Regions from separate parts of the Mus musculus genome. Here region 2 is linked to region 1. A link is a contact called in public ChIA-PET data. All regions are on one chromosome and are shown on one strand. The core of a region is the stretch at or near the end of the contact, and the rest is flanking DNA. Distances in the headings are between cores, read along the strand shown.

Evidence for each region. ChIA-PET counts read pairs in DNA pulled down with a chosen protein or histone mark.
Region 2: an RNA polymerase II ChIA-PET map of memory CD8 T cells shows a contact between it and region 1, with 49 read pairs. The contact joins the promoter of Il2rb here to the promoter of Ncf4 in region 1. A contact is called at or near these places in 2 of 39 promoter capture datasets (embryonic stem cells and liver), 3 of 115 datasets of contacts at active chromatin or transcription factors (bone marrow-derived macrophages, large pre-B cells and memory CD8 T cells) and 2 of 9 other capture datasets (adipose tissue and liver).

Annotation. Positions count from the first base shown.
Region 1 is chr15:78,240,996-78,247,780 of GRCm38.p6, reverse strand. Ncf4 (neutrophil cytosolic factor 4) reads right to left here and starts at 2,970. Exons shown (of 10, transcript NM_008677.2): 1 at 2,694-2,970. The coding sequence starts at 2,725.
Region 2 is chr15:78,489,480-78,496,359 of GRCm38.p6, reverse strand. Il2rb (interleukin 2 receptor, beta chain) reads left to right here and starts at 1,294. Exons shown (of 10, transcript NM_008368.4): 1 at 1,294-1,412; 2 at 4,481-4,598; 3 at 5,381-5,495; 4 at 6,097-6,178. The coding sequence starts at 4,511.

The sequences.
Region 1 (6,785 bases), core at 1,721-4,220:
GGAGGGAACTGGAAAGGGAAAAATAGCCGTTGGCCATTCTGGAAGTTTGGGTAACACTAATGGCTGAGAGTGCTCACACCACACCAGGAACTGGGCACCTACTCCTTGGAGATAGAGCCACCTTGGGGTAGGGTGATGGTGAGGCACCGAGAGGTTATGGAGCTTGCCCAGGTGAGGTGAGTGGGATTCGAGACAAAGAAGCTGAGAGACCTTGGATGAAGCCCAGCACTGGGCCTGTTCCCCGCATTCTGCAGCCCGGAGCACAGAACAGACACTTCTTAGCATCACGGGGTCCTGCTCTCTGCTTCTTGTACTCCATAGCTCTGAGGAGTGGGGAAATTGAATACCCAAGAAGTAATCCCTCTGTTTCATCACGGGCCAAGGACTTTCCACGGGTGACCCTCATCACGTTCTTCAAGACACCAACAGTGGAGCAGAAGACAGTTGGTGGGGGTGGGGGTGGGGACGTTAGGATTGCCATGGGAAAGTGGGGTTCCCTACAGCCAAGGGTAAGGAAAGCACAGAGAGCCGGCTACGGCACCAGGGAGGTCCTATCAGGCAGGAGAGGGAGTGGACAGCACAAAGACTCCCTGGAAATCGTATAAGAGGGACAATTTCAAGAAACTTCAGGAAGGCAGGCATGATCAGAGGCAGGACAGGAGACAGAGCAAGGGAAAAGAGGCCAGAAGCAGACAGATCTCACACAAGGGGCCTTCCTGCCTCGTGGAAGAACAGCAACCTTTCTCTGGGGTAGGAGAAACCAGAAGTGTCTGGGCAGCGCTAGTGTCAGAAGACATACTAGGCCAGACAGGGCCAGATAATACCCTGGACTAGGACCAGAATTCACTCAGCTCCCTGTCAGAAGAGACCTTGTGGGGCCTCTCCCCATCCTCCGGCTCCTCCCACCCCTCTCTGAAAATGGAGACAATCATCAAATCCCTGCCACCCCATAAGAGCACACTGCATCCCCTAAGCACCCAGAGCGGCGCCAGGCGCCTAGAAGGTCCTGAGCGGCTACTTCCACTTGTCCCAGTGTGAGCCGTCTGCAGCTGAGCTGCCAAGGAGGCTGTGGTGTGGGGAGAGGGAAGGGGACTGGGAAGATAGCTGTCCCCCTCGGACCCCACACGGGTTTTGTTGGGTGGATACCAGGCTCCGTGCACACGGGAGCTACACATGGAGGTCCGCTTGGGGACCTGATCTAGGGGAGTCCTGAAAACTGCAGGTGTGTGGTACCTCAATCACAGTGGGAGCTGGAATGACATGTGGCCATGGGAGCTAAACTCTGCAGCTGCCCTGGAAGAGACACTATATATGATATCTCCTCGTCTGTATCTCTGCCGGACTGGTTCTCAAAGAGGACGCTGGAGATACTGGGTCTGATGGCCCTAGGACCTGGGTCCATGGTCCTATCAGGGGCAGAGGAGGAGAGCCACCCCCCTCAGAGGGCGGGGGAACAGCTGTGGAAAGGGCAGAGTGGGCGGAGGAAACACTGAGCCCTGATAGTCCTTACAGGCACCATCTGAACTCTGCACCCCAAGAAACAAGAAGGGACCCAAGCTTCTAGTGGCTACAGTTTCTAGAAGATTCAAGTTTGCATGTCTGTCAGTCTCCTAGGAGAACTTGGGGGTGAGAAAGGCTGGAGTCATATTATGCAGCCTTACTTAGCACCCCAGTAACACTCTCTATAGCTATGGAAGGACCCCCACCCAACACTAACTCTTGTTACAGACAAACCTCCTCTGACCTTTGACCTACAGGAATCCCATCCCCTTTTCCAGATCCCACGAGTGCTTTGCTCACACCTGGGTCTTGTCAGTCAGACCTGTTCTGGTGACTCTCAAGCAGTTCACATGGACACTTGGCTTCCTAACGTTGCTTTCTGCTTGATCCAGGGGACGGTTCTGTCATTTGGGTCTCCACATGCAGATGGGAACACAGGGCTGTCTCCATAAGAGACACTGAGCAAGTGCTGACTGAATGAGGTGGCCGGGCTTGGGGCCATCAGGTCTCCTTGTCCCTACCTGTATAATGTCAGCATTGTCCAAGATAGATCTGGGTCATTTTTGAGCTCTTAGCAGATGTAGTGAGCTCTCAGTGTGTCCCAGGGCTGTTCGGCCTCCCAGAGACACAACTGTGATCCAAAAAACTAAAACACCCTCAGAGCAGGCAGAGCAAAGACCCGGCCCCCAACATTGTGCCAAGCATCTAAGACCTGTTCAGGACAAGGAAGTGGAGTGAGGGGTCAGACGGCAGAGCCTGGGCTATCTGAACCTAAAGATAGGAAAACGCAGAGGCCAGTTTCAGTCTGAAGGGCAGATGGAAGAGCCGCTCCTGATTGCAGTGTGGAACCAGGAACCCAGAACCCAAGCCTAGCACCCAGGACACCTCTGCTCCCAGGCTCTGCCACCCACTCACCCTGTGGTCCTTGGCCACATCCAAGCCACTCCCCATTCTGAGCCTTAGGCTTCTTACTGGTGCATAACACTGCCGACCTACTAAGTCAAGGTTCTAGAAACATCTGCTGGAGCATGCAGCTCCTGCAGTATCATTCAGCAAGACCTTCAAATTTGACTCTGTGCTGATCCACTGATATCAGGTGACAGGAGGGACAGCCTCTTACTTCCCCATACCCACCCCCCAGGCCTATTGGGATCATTGAGAAAGCCTGGCAGGGAATAGAGGCACACTCTCACCTCTCTGATCGCAGCTGCTGGGCCAGGGCCATGGCTGTGGGTAGTCAGAAAAGCAGATGGATGGGGGCCTTGCCCAACCAGATCCAGGCCGAGTTCACCTCTCACTTCCTCCTATGTGCATCTGAGAGCTTCCTGAAGCTTGGGGTGTCCCCAGGGGCAGCCTTTGAGGAGGTCCCGCCCTGCCCAGCTTCTCTGGACCCTCCTTGAAGTACCTCCTTCAGGCTTTGAGCTGCCTGGCCCTCACACGTCTTCTCAGCCACTTCCCAGCTGCACAGCAGTTGAGGAAGTGGCACCCTTGGGTGCTGGGCTTGCGTGAGGCCACTGGCTTTGGGGATTTCCTCAGTGCCTGTCTCTGGTGCTGAGCTCCACCCACCATAGAGCAGTTTTAGCCCTGGGTAGTCCATCAAGGACACTTGTGGACTTCCTCCTCAGGCTTCTTCCTGAATCCCTTTCTCAAGCATCCAAGACCTGCCATTCATTCCTAAGGTCTGGTGGAGATAGTGCTTTTTCCAGGAAGCTCTCCTGGTCCCCCTCCCTCTTATACTAGGAAGTCATTGTTTTATGCCCCATCTGGGGCTCTGGGCTCTGAGATACCACATTCAGCTCTCCCAGAGCTTCCATCCACACAGAGGCTCTCCTTACAATCTGCCTCCACCTCCCTACTCAGCTCTCAGAAAAGCCCCAAGCCCCCGCTGCTGGCTTCAGAATCCCCAAGGCCCCGTGGGCTGCCTGCTCTCCCAATCTCTCTTCCCTCATTGCCACCACATTCCCAATGCTCCTCTCCTATCTCCTGTAGGTCTCAGCTCAGAAGCTGCCCTCTAAGAAACAAACCTGTCCTCACCAGACCCTCCCTGCCACTCTCCGGGCTTTTCCTGCGGCAAGCTCTCACCAGCGGGGTTCCCTACCCCAGTGTGTTCCAAACGTGTGTTTGTGTGTTAGGCTTCTTCCAGGCCAGCACTACGCTGCGGACACCCAGATTATGTGAGCAGAAGGAGGAAGTTCTTCGTCAGCTCCTTCTAATGCTTGGTTCTGTAGGGAGCTCTCCAAAGCCTACAGTGAGGATGGGCCCAGCAGCCCAGAGAATGTCCCCCAACCCCCAGCTCCACTTGATGGTATGCTAAGACAGAAGGAGAGATGGCAGCCTGCCCAGCCTGCCTGAATCAGGCTCCTATCTCCCCAACTTTGGAACGTGGCTGTGGGGACAGGGCTTTCCCCCTGAGGAATCTGGAACGGCCTATGTTTCTCACCTTAAATGGGGCTGGATTGGAAGCAGTCTCAGACTCCTCAGGATCTGGCTCCAAGAATATAGAATGTTTTAGGATCCTTACTTTAAAATGTCCCCCCTCCATCCTGTCACCCTGAAGGGATCTTCTGGCCCTGACCCAGCCCAGAGAGGATGAACCTAGAGCTCCCAGGATAGAGTCTGCCCAGTGAGAACTGCCCTCCCCGTGGCCAGGCAGGGCATGGGCTCCTGGGGAGACAGAAACGAGGATGAAGAAAGTCACAGGAGGGGACAGGAAAGTGGGAGAGGGACACTCCACCAGTGACTGCATGTTCATCAAGGCCTTTGCACTGCACAGATAGATCAGGGTGGTAGAGGAACGTAGAATGGACGGTCTGACCTACTCCCAGCACACAGAAGTACCGCAGTTCACAGAGTTAGCTCTTTTAAGCATACAAATCCCTGCTCAAGACAAGGAAAGGTGATCTGAGAGGTCTAAGACGAGCAGGAATTGTACCCATGACTGAGGATGGAGACTGATACCCAGGCCTAGGGAACGGCAAACACATGTGTTACTAAAGATGAGGCTCCAGTGACTGGCCAGAGACCAGATGCAGGTCACATGTCCCACTGCTGGCAGGAAGTCCACCTTGAGCTCTCATGTGAAGCTGGATATCACAGCAAACACCGAAGAGGGTTTCTCAGCCATTGGCCTGGGTGCCCGAGGAAGCGAAGGAAGTTCTCCAGCCACGGGTAGACAGAGGGAGCCTCGAGCCTGAAGCCCCCACTGGTGTGAAATCCAGAGAAAAGCTGGCTCTGAACTGTGCTGAGGAAGCAGTTCGGAGTCAGCACTACACAAAACTGCAAATCCAGGCGCCTTGGACTTCAGAAGAATTCACACCTGAGGAGCTAGACATGATTCAGAGGCTCTGGCTGGGCCTCGGGGCTCAGGCGTCCCAGCTTTTGGAGGAAACAACCAGGGGAGCAAGGAGGGGTGCAGTGGAAGAGGGGGGTCTGTGAGCACAGAGGTACAAGCTTGGCCCCTGCAGAGGAGAATGTTGGTCAACAGGTGGTCATGAAACAGGAAATGGTGACATTGCTTCCACAAGAGAATGTCACATAGCACTAGTGAGAGACTGTGTCACAGCATGCCTGTCCTGGCTTGAAAATGTGCTGGTTTGGGGCTGGGATGCAGAGCACTTGTGTAGCGTGAGTGAAGCCCTGGGCTCAGTCCCAGCACCAAATAAAACAAGGGTAAGAACACATGTAATCCCAGTTCTCAGGACGTGGAGGCAGGAGGACCAGGAGTTCAAGGCCAGTTTGTGCAGAGACGAGTACAACTGTGTGTGGGCAGGTATGCCTGTTTCTGAGGGTCTCTAAAGAGCCTCTGACTCGGAGAGTGGTGACGTCACAAGCAGAGCGAATACTTTTCTCTGATGGAGTCTTGGTGGTGGCCCATGTACACACACACACATATACACAGAGAGACACACACAGGCACAGACACGAATATACACACACACATACATGCACATGCAGACACAGACACACATACACAAACATGCACACAGAGACACGCACATATAGTCACAGATACACACACATACACTCACAGACACATATACATAAACACACACAGGTACACACAAGCATACATACACACACATGCACACAATGCACACACACACAAACACACACATACACATATATATACACACATCATGCACACAGAGAGATACAGAAACACACAAAGATACACACACACAGAAACACACACAGACACACACACATACACATACAACATACACACATACACAAACACATCACATACACACAGACACACACTCAAGCACATACACACAAGGGCAGCATGTCCTCCCACAAGCCAACATATTCTAAACCATTTCTCCTTTATTTTTCTTTTTGGCTTTCTCTCTCCCTCTCCCTCCCCCACCCGTGTGTGTGTGTGTGTGTGTGTGTGTGTGTGTGTGTGTGTGTGTGTGTGTTGAGCCCTCTAGGCCACCTGACCAGGTCCCCTCAGTCCCCCCCTTCCCACACTCCCACACTCAGCCCCCCTCCCCCCCCCCCGACCCCTGCAGGATTATCCTGTCTGTGTTCCTGACTCAGCCTGGGAGCCACCTGGGCAGCAGGGGCCAAGGGTGTCCTAGAAGGGACCTGGAGTCCACGCTGGGCCAAGCCTGCCCTTTCTCCCTCTGTCTTCCGTCCCTGCTTGCGGTTCTGCTGAATGTGGTTATTTCTCTGGCTCCTTTTACAGAGAATGCTGCTGCTAATTTTATGTGGAGCTCTGAGGCAGTGTAATTGGAAGCCAGACACCCTGTCAGCAGTGGGCTCCCGTCCTGAGCTGCCATGCTTCCTGCTCTCCTCCCGTCCCGGCTCCTCATTTCATGCAGCCACCTGTCCCAGGGAGAGAGGAGTCACCCAGGCCCCTCAGTCCGCCCCTTAAATAAGAAAGCCTCCGTTGCTCGGCACACATACCAAGCAGCCGCTGGTGCAATCTTCCCGACTCCAGCTGACTCCCCACTTCACCTTCGGCGTGGGCCAGCCTGGGCTACACGGCAAGCCCTGTCTCAAACAGACAGATAGCCATCGAAGCTCAAAGGCCACATGGAGACTGGCATGTTTCATTTACAGAAGAAAGTTCTCAACCCCTGACTTCTGTCAGGCTTCTTCCACATCTCCCCAATGCTAGCCGCTTAGTGACCAGGTTAGAGACTTGAAATTAGCAAGTCAGAGGGAGGAATGAATTGCTAGAGGGAGTTAAAGGTAGATAGGATTTAAACAAAAGACTAACAATAACCAAGAAACTACAGCATAAAAAAAGAAACACCACACACTCAAACCAGGTGTCA
Region 2 (6,880 bases), core at 45-2,544, 250 kb before region 1:
TTTGTGTGTGTGCATACGTCCCTCCATATCCCAGACAGGGCACCAACGACAGAGCAAGAAACAGCTCCACTGAAGTCTAGCTTGGTGAGCTAGTGAGTTTCTTGTGCACATTTATGGAGTAAGGGGTTGCTTACATCAGTTTGGGTGACCACCCCCCCAAGCAACTATGTTACTGGGAAGTCACAGCTGAGCATGGATGATGGCATCCCCATAGTTGTATAGATGGAGTCACTTCTTCTTTGGCTAACCTATCCTCTCTAGTGTGTAAGTACCCCTGAGTTCAGTTACACATCGCTAAAGCTGGACCTCAGGGGAGGGGTTCCTGTTACTTCTCTTCCCTTCTTGTGAGGGGATGAACATCAGCAGGTCCAATCGTGTGGCTCTCTTGTGGCAGTTACAGCTGCCCCGATGAAGATGGTAATGGCTGTTATGTCCAGAGAACAGAATTCTTACAACTCCCTTCTTTTCACAAGAGGGCAGAAGCTTGTCATATTTCCCCAAGCCTGGCATTAAAACCAAGATGAAGGGGAGATAGAAACGGGGAGTCCCTGGTCCTGTGATACAATATGTAAATAAACACCCATTCATTTACGGAGAAATTCGTGACTTCATTGTTAAAAATAAAAGCCGTGAACTGAACCCTGCCACCCTATCTCACCGAGAGAGGAAGGATTAGAACTTACAACTCGGAAAGGAAGAAAGTGATAGGAGGGCCACTCATTGGCCATCAAACTGCTTATCAAGCCTTAAAACCAGTCAGTCACCTTTGAATGCTAGCCTAAATAAAGGGCATCTCAGAGACTGAAGTAAAGGGCAGCATGTAGCGGGGGCTGGGGGATGGCTAAAATGGAGATCAGCAAAGAGGACACCTAGACTCTAGGTCCTAGAGGGATGATGTGTCTGTGGGTGGCTTTGGTGTTAGGGTGTGAGCATATGTATGTGTGTGTGTGTGTGTGTGTGTGTGTGTGTGTGTGTGTGTGCATGCGCGTGTGTGCTCATGCGTGAGCAGAAGTCGATGGTGTTAGGGTGGCATGTGTGAGATGTAGCGGGGAAGAGTAGGCAAAGAAGGGCCTGCCCCCTCAGGTTCTGTGCATAGCTAGGTCCCTGTACCACAGTAACTGTGTGAGCGTGTGTGCCACCACATTCAGTGGCTGCCCCTGGGCGTAGGAGGAGATCTTATCAGTGCTAGGTGTGTGTGGAGTTTCAGGCTACCTCATCACCCCCCATCTCTCCACCTCCCATTGGGCCTTGCCCCTCATCCTCTATACAGGAAGTGGGCTCGCCTTGGGTTTCAGTCTGTTGCTGGCCTAGCTGTTGTCTGCTACCTAAGCTGCGGAGCAGGAGATGGCCGTGGACCCAACCTCCAGCAGGACTGCAGGGAACATCTCGACACAACTCCATGTTGCAGCCAGGTGATGCCCCTGTGTGGTCCCCTGGGAGCCCTGGGCACCCCACTACCTCTTGCTGGTCCTCCCAAGGGACAGGGAGCTGGGAGGGGGCGCTCATCTCTAACTTGGTTCCCTTTGTAGTTTGTATCTGGGCTTTGATGATTAACCTTGTCTTAGGATTCCCTGGGGAAGGGGGTAGCCTGGCTGTCATGGTTTCTCCTTTAAGAATAAACCCCTTCCAATGTCAGGGCACAGTGGCTTCTTCCCAGTCTACTCTGTGGGAAGCTGTGTGCCATTTTCGCTAGGAGGGACTTCCCTGGATCCTGTGTGGGGATGTCTTAGCCCAGAAGGGTGGAGGAAAAGATTTGTAGCTCGTCAGTATTGGGAGGTGGCATGGCGTGTATGGGACAGGTGGGATTCAACGCTGACGCCTGTGGAGTTCATCTCAGCCTGGAGAATTCTCCTTAGTGAGAAAGAGAGAAGGAATCTCCCCCTGGGACCTGGCTGTCCAGTCAGCTATGTTGATTGACAGGTTTCTGAGGGCCCTAGGCTGGAGGTCAGAGGTAGAGTTCTAGCTTAGATTTGTCTCTGACATTACCGAGTGGCTAGAGAGGTTAAGGACATCGCCAGGCATGGGGCTCCGTCTCCGAGGCTGCCTGAGGTAGGAGCTTCCCACCGTTAGCTGTGTTTACAGTACTTCAGGGCCAAGGTGGGTGGCTGAGGAAGGCAGAACTACCTTTGAAGGTCCCCTTTCTTTCACACACTCCTCAGCTGAACTGAACAGCAAGAGGTGAACAGTGGTGTGTGTGTGTGTGTGTGTGTGTGTGTGTGTGTCTTTGTGAATGTGTGTGTCTCTGGAGAGGTGGCCAGAGAAAGGATCTCTGAGGTCAAAGGCCACCAGATCTGACAGACAAGCTCTTGCTTGCCGTCCGTCCTCCCTCAGTCGACCCTGTACCTCACAGACCTGTGAGGCCTTGGACTGCCCCAGCACTGGAACCTTTATCCTGGGAAACAGGCTGCTTTAGGCCCTGATCTTCCCATAGGGAAGGAGCAGTCAGTCACAGAACCTGCTCTTGTGCTGTGAGACCTCTCTGTGACATGTGTGGGTCAGTCTGACGCAGGGAGTGTGACACGACTGTCACTCATGGCTGACCCTCCTCCTCCGTCAGCATCACCACTGTACTGGAAATCAGGTGACCCAGTTAGAGCAGCCTGGGTCTGTGGGATGACAGACCTTTTCAGGGCCTCAGCGGAGACATATATGAGTCAGGGAGATGAACGTCTGGTGGTTGCGAAGGGCATACGTGGGTGAGCCTCAGGGGGACAGTGCCTGGGACTCTGAGATTCTTGGGCTGTACTCACTCTGCCCGAGGCTGGCCTTGTGCTGTGTGGTTTTGGAGTGGTTTTCTTAGTCTCCCAGAGATTCAGTTTCCCTCTTGCCGAAGGAAGCTGCAACCACCATGACTGCTTGAAGCTACCCTGCCCCCCAGCCTGACCCTTCCAGAACCTTCCATATGCTCTTCCGTCTAACCCTGTCCATGATGGGTGGATGCTTTTGTGCCTCTTCAGCCAGGGGTGGGGAGCAGGTTTGAGTGCCTTTTCTTAGGCATTCTCTGTTTTTGGCTGTGGCTTGTGGCCCGGCTATAATCTTGCCTCTTTCATTCCTCTTCCTCTCCCCCAGGGTTATGCCCTCCCTCACCCCAACCCCACGCCATCATGAGGCTGCTCAGATGTCTGGGTCCGACCTGGCTTGCTGCCTTATTGAATGAACACGTAGAGTGCTTCAGATCCTGTTGGGCTCACAAGGGGCTGTGGAAGGCCCCTTGCTTGGGCTGAACCTGTTAGGGCTCCCTTTCTACCCAAGCACCTGCGGGGAGTTGATCTTCCAGGGAAGGGAGGTCTGGGGTGGAACCCCAGTTCCGTAGACTTGGTCCTGGGATCCTTGGTCTCCTTGTCTGCCTAGCAAAGACACCAAATAGCTGCTGAGCTGCCAGGCAGCATAGAGTAGCTGGAAGTATGAGGGCCTGGGCACAAGGCCTGGGCAGTGTTTGATGAACATACCCGGCAAACACTGTCACCGGGCCGCCACCCATCACTTGCTGTCCCACAAACCCTTCAGTGCATGACATTTATTGAGGGCCTCCTGTGTTCCGAGGTCAGTGGTTTGGAGTGGGCACACTGCCTTGGCAGTGTGGTAGGTGACAAGCCAGAGGGATGGAAGGCAACCCAAGGTAGATTGTCCTTCCTTCATGGGGGAGACCAGGGCGAGTGCCACAGAACCAGCAGAAAAGAGAATGAGAAATGGGATACCAGGAGCCTTGGGTGCAATGTGGGAAGGACAAGTCCAGGGAGGCTTTTAGAGGTCCAGACCAAAGCCACCAGCTTATGTGGACTGCAAGAACCACCTAAGGCAGGCCACGGTCTTGCCTTCCATGCTCCTCAGGGCTGAAGTGGGTGCTCTTGGTAGCCCTGTGATAGGTATTCATTTGGAGATCAGAGACCCAGGAATGAATGGAATCCAAATGTCCTTGTCCTGATAGACTGTCTATGACTCATATACATAGGTACGTGAATGCATGCGTGTATGTGTGTTTTCAAACTGAACACTGTTTTAAGTCATGTGCAAAAGTCTTGAGCTGGTCTCTATCCTGCTTGGGGCCTGAGCGATTCCTTTTCCCAGAACAGCTATGATGTGGATGCTTCTCGCCTATTAGTCACCCAGGGACTTGGCTGTCCAATCACAGAGCTGAGTCCCTGTCACCTCACCTCACCTGGGTACATGGGGTGGGCATCTGCCAAAGATGCTTTGGGTGGGAGACACCTCATTCACACCGTGCTCCGGAGAGCCGGTGGCTGCCCCTAGGAACTCCTTGCATGACCACCTACTGCCACCAGTTTCTTGTGATGGGTTGGTCATTTATAGTGAAAACAGAGTCCGTGTAAGGACTGGTTTGGTCTGACATTTTAGGCACCTCTGGAGGAAGGAAGGGAGCTCAGAGGGAGAGAGAGCCTGGGCCTGCTTTGCTCTGGCTGGGCGGAGAGAGGGTAGAGTGGGGTGGGGTTTCTGACTTGTTCTTTCCTTCTCCACTTAGGGTTTGCATCCTCAGCTCCTCTCAGCTGTGATGGCTACCATAGCTCTTCCCTGGAGCCTGTCCCTCTACGTCTTCCTCCTGCTCCTGGCTACACCTTGGGCATCTGCAGCAGTGAAAAGTGAGCATCTGGCATTTTGATGTCCATACTTTCCCCAGTGGGAGGTCACATCCCAGATTCCTGCTTCAGGGAGGAGATCCATCTAGCCTGGGAGGCAAGGTGAAGAGGGACAAGGCAGTGGGACCCAAGGGCAGGTATCCATCTTCCTGAGCTTGCACAGGCTTCTCCCAGACACATGCAGAGGCTGCTGATGGGGCCTGCTTGGCCATGGATAGGCGCTCTGTGTCTTCCCTTTGAAATGGGTCTGGATTGGGGTTGTGACAGGTGGCTCAGTGGGCAGAGTGCCTGGCACAGGCGTACAAGCATGAGAACTGGCGTCCAGAATTCCAACACTCACATAAAAACAAGTCAGGAATGGGCTGGCAAAGTGGCTCACTGGGCAAAGTGTTTGCCCCACAGACTTGACAACCTGAGTTCAATTTCCCAGATGCTGTGGTGGAAGGAGAGAGTTGATCTCTAAAAGTTGTCCTCTGGCCTCTATACACATACCATGACCACCTACTGCCACCAGTTTCTTGTGATGGGTTGGTCATTTATAGTGAAAACAGAGTCTGTGGCGTGTGTATCTACATACATGCACATGAACACAAACACACACACACACACACACACACACACACACACACACATGGCAATGAAATGAACTCGAATTCCTTTTCTTCCCAGCTGAGTCCCCTACCTCTTCCTGGGGCAGGCACAGGGTGCCAAGCGCAGGGTAGTGGACATATCCAGAGGCCATGTATGTCTCGTAGCCAGCCACTCACACCCCACTCTGCCCACAGACTGTTCCCATCTTGAATGCTTCTACAACTCAAGAGCCAATGTCTCTTGCATGTGGAGCCATGAAGAGGCTCTGAATGTCACAACCTGCCACGTCCATGCCAAGTCGAACCTGCGGTGAGTGTAGCCTGGTCTCGCCAGGACCTCAGGGCTGTGGGACCTCCAAGCTGTGGAATCCTGCCTGGGCTTGAGATCCACAGTGGTTAGCACCAGGCTCAGACACTCAGTCATGTGGGCCCCCAAAAGTGGCTGTGATCCAGGCTTTAGTTGAGAGCTAGCAAGGTCCTGGACCAGGTAGTTTGGGGACAGTGACTGTGAGCCTTTCATGCAAGGTTAGACTTCATAAAAAGGTAATCAGGGTACTTAGTGCCTGATATATTATATATATTATACATATATAATATATATAATTAATATATATATTAATCTGGTATTTGGGAGACCCCACAGGCAGCTGTGGGGTTACATTGCCTGGGGAAGTATCTGGGGAGCCATAGGCTTTGTCAGGCTGACTTTAGCTGCCTGGAGGTAAGGGCTCTCGGGCAGGAGTGGGGCTGAATTTCTTGGTCACTCTGGCTGCTGGGAGGCCAGGCTGGGGTGGGGAGCTGGCTGCTTGCCTACTGTGCTGCTGTCTCTGGCACAATGGAGCCTGAGAAGGGTCCTTGGATGGCTCTGTGGTCCTGACTTGGTTTCTGATGTGACTTTTCTGTTCTGCAAGACACTGGAACAAAACCTGTGAGCTAACTCTTGTGAGGCAGGCATCCTGGGCCTGCAACCTGATCCTCGGGTCGTTCCCAGAGGTAAGTAGCCTGAGTAGCAGTGTGTGTGCATGTGTGTGTGTGTGTGCGTGTGCGTGTGCGTGTGCGTGTGTGTGTGTGGTCAAGTCCTTCCAGCTGTGGGCTGAGGCCTCGAGGTGGGCTTGGACCTCTGCAAGCATCAACCTGGTAATGCAGACCAGGCCATCTGGGCTGAGAGGGAGGAACAGGAAGTTGGATTTTGAGGTGTAGGGTCTGTATCCGTGCTGCCCCTTCATGAGCTGTCATCCCCACTCTCCTTGTGAGTCTTGCCACCCTTTTGCATCCCAGACAACGGCAATCACGCCAGACTCCGGCTGAGGTCTCAGCATCTAGGGGGTAGTGGCATGCTATCGCTGAGTGTCCCGGCCCTGGTGCTACCTCACAACAGCTCAGTGCCTCTGGGCAGCTTCAGGGCCTCCGTTTCCCCTCCCATAAAATAGGAAAGAAAATGGAAGCTCCCTCAAAGGGTTGTTCTTGGACAGAGGAGATGCTGAGAGTCCTACGTAGACCCTGATGATTTTGTCTCCTTGCCAAGGAAACATCTAAGTCTCAGAGAGATGTGGTAACTGCCAAGGTCACCCAGCCATCAACGGCTGAGCTGGGGTTGACCCCAGACCTATGGGCTTCTGGTGGCTTTTCCATATTGTTCAGCTGCCGCTTGCATATTCTCAGGTTCAGACCATGTGGATGTAACTTCATTTTTTT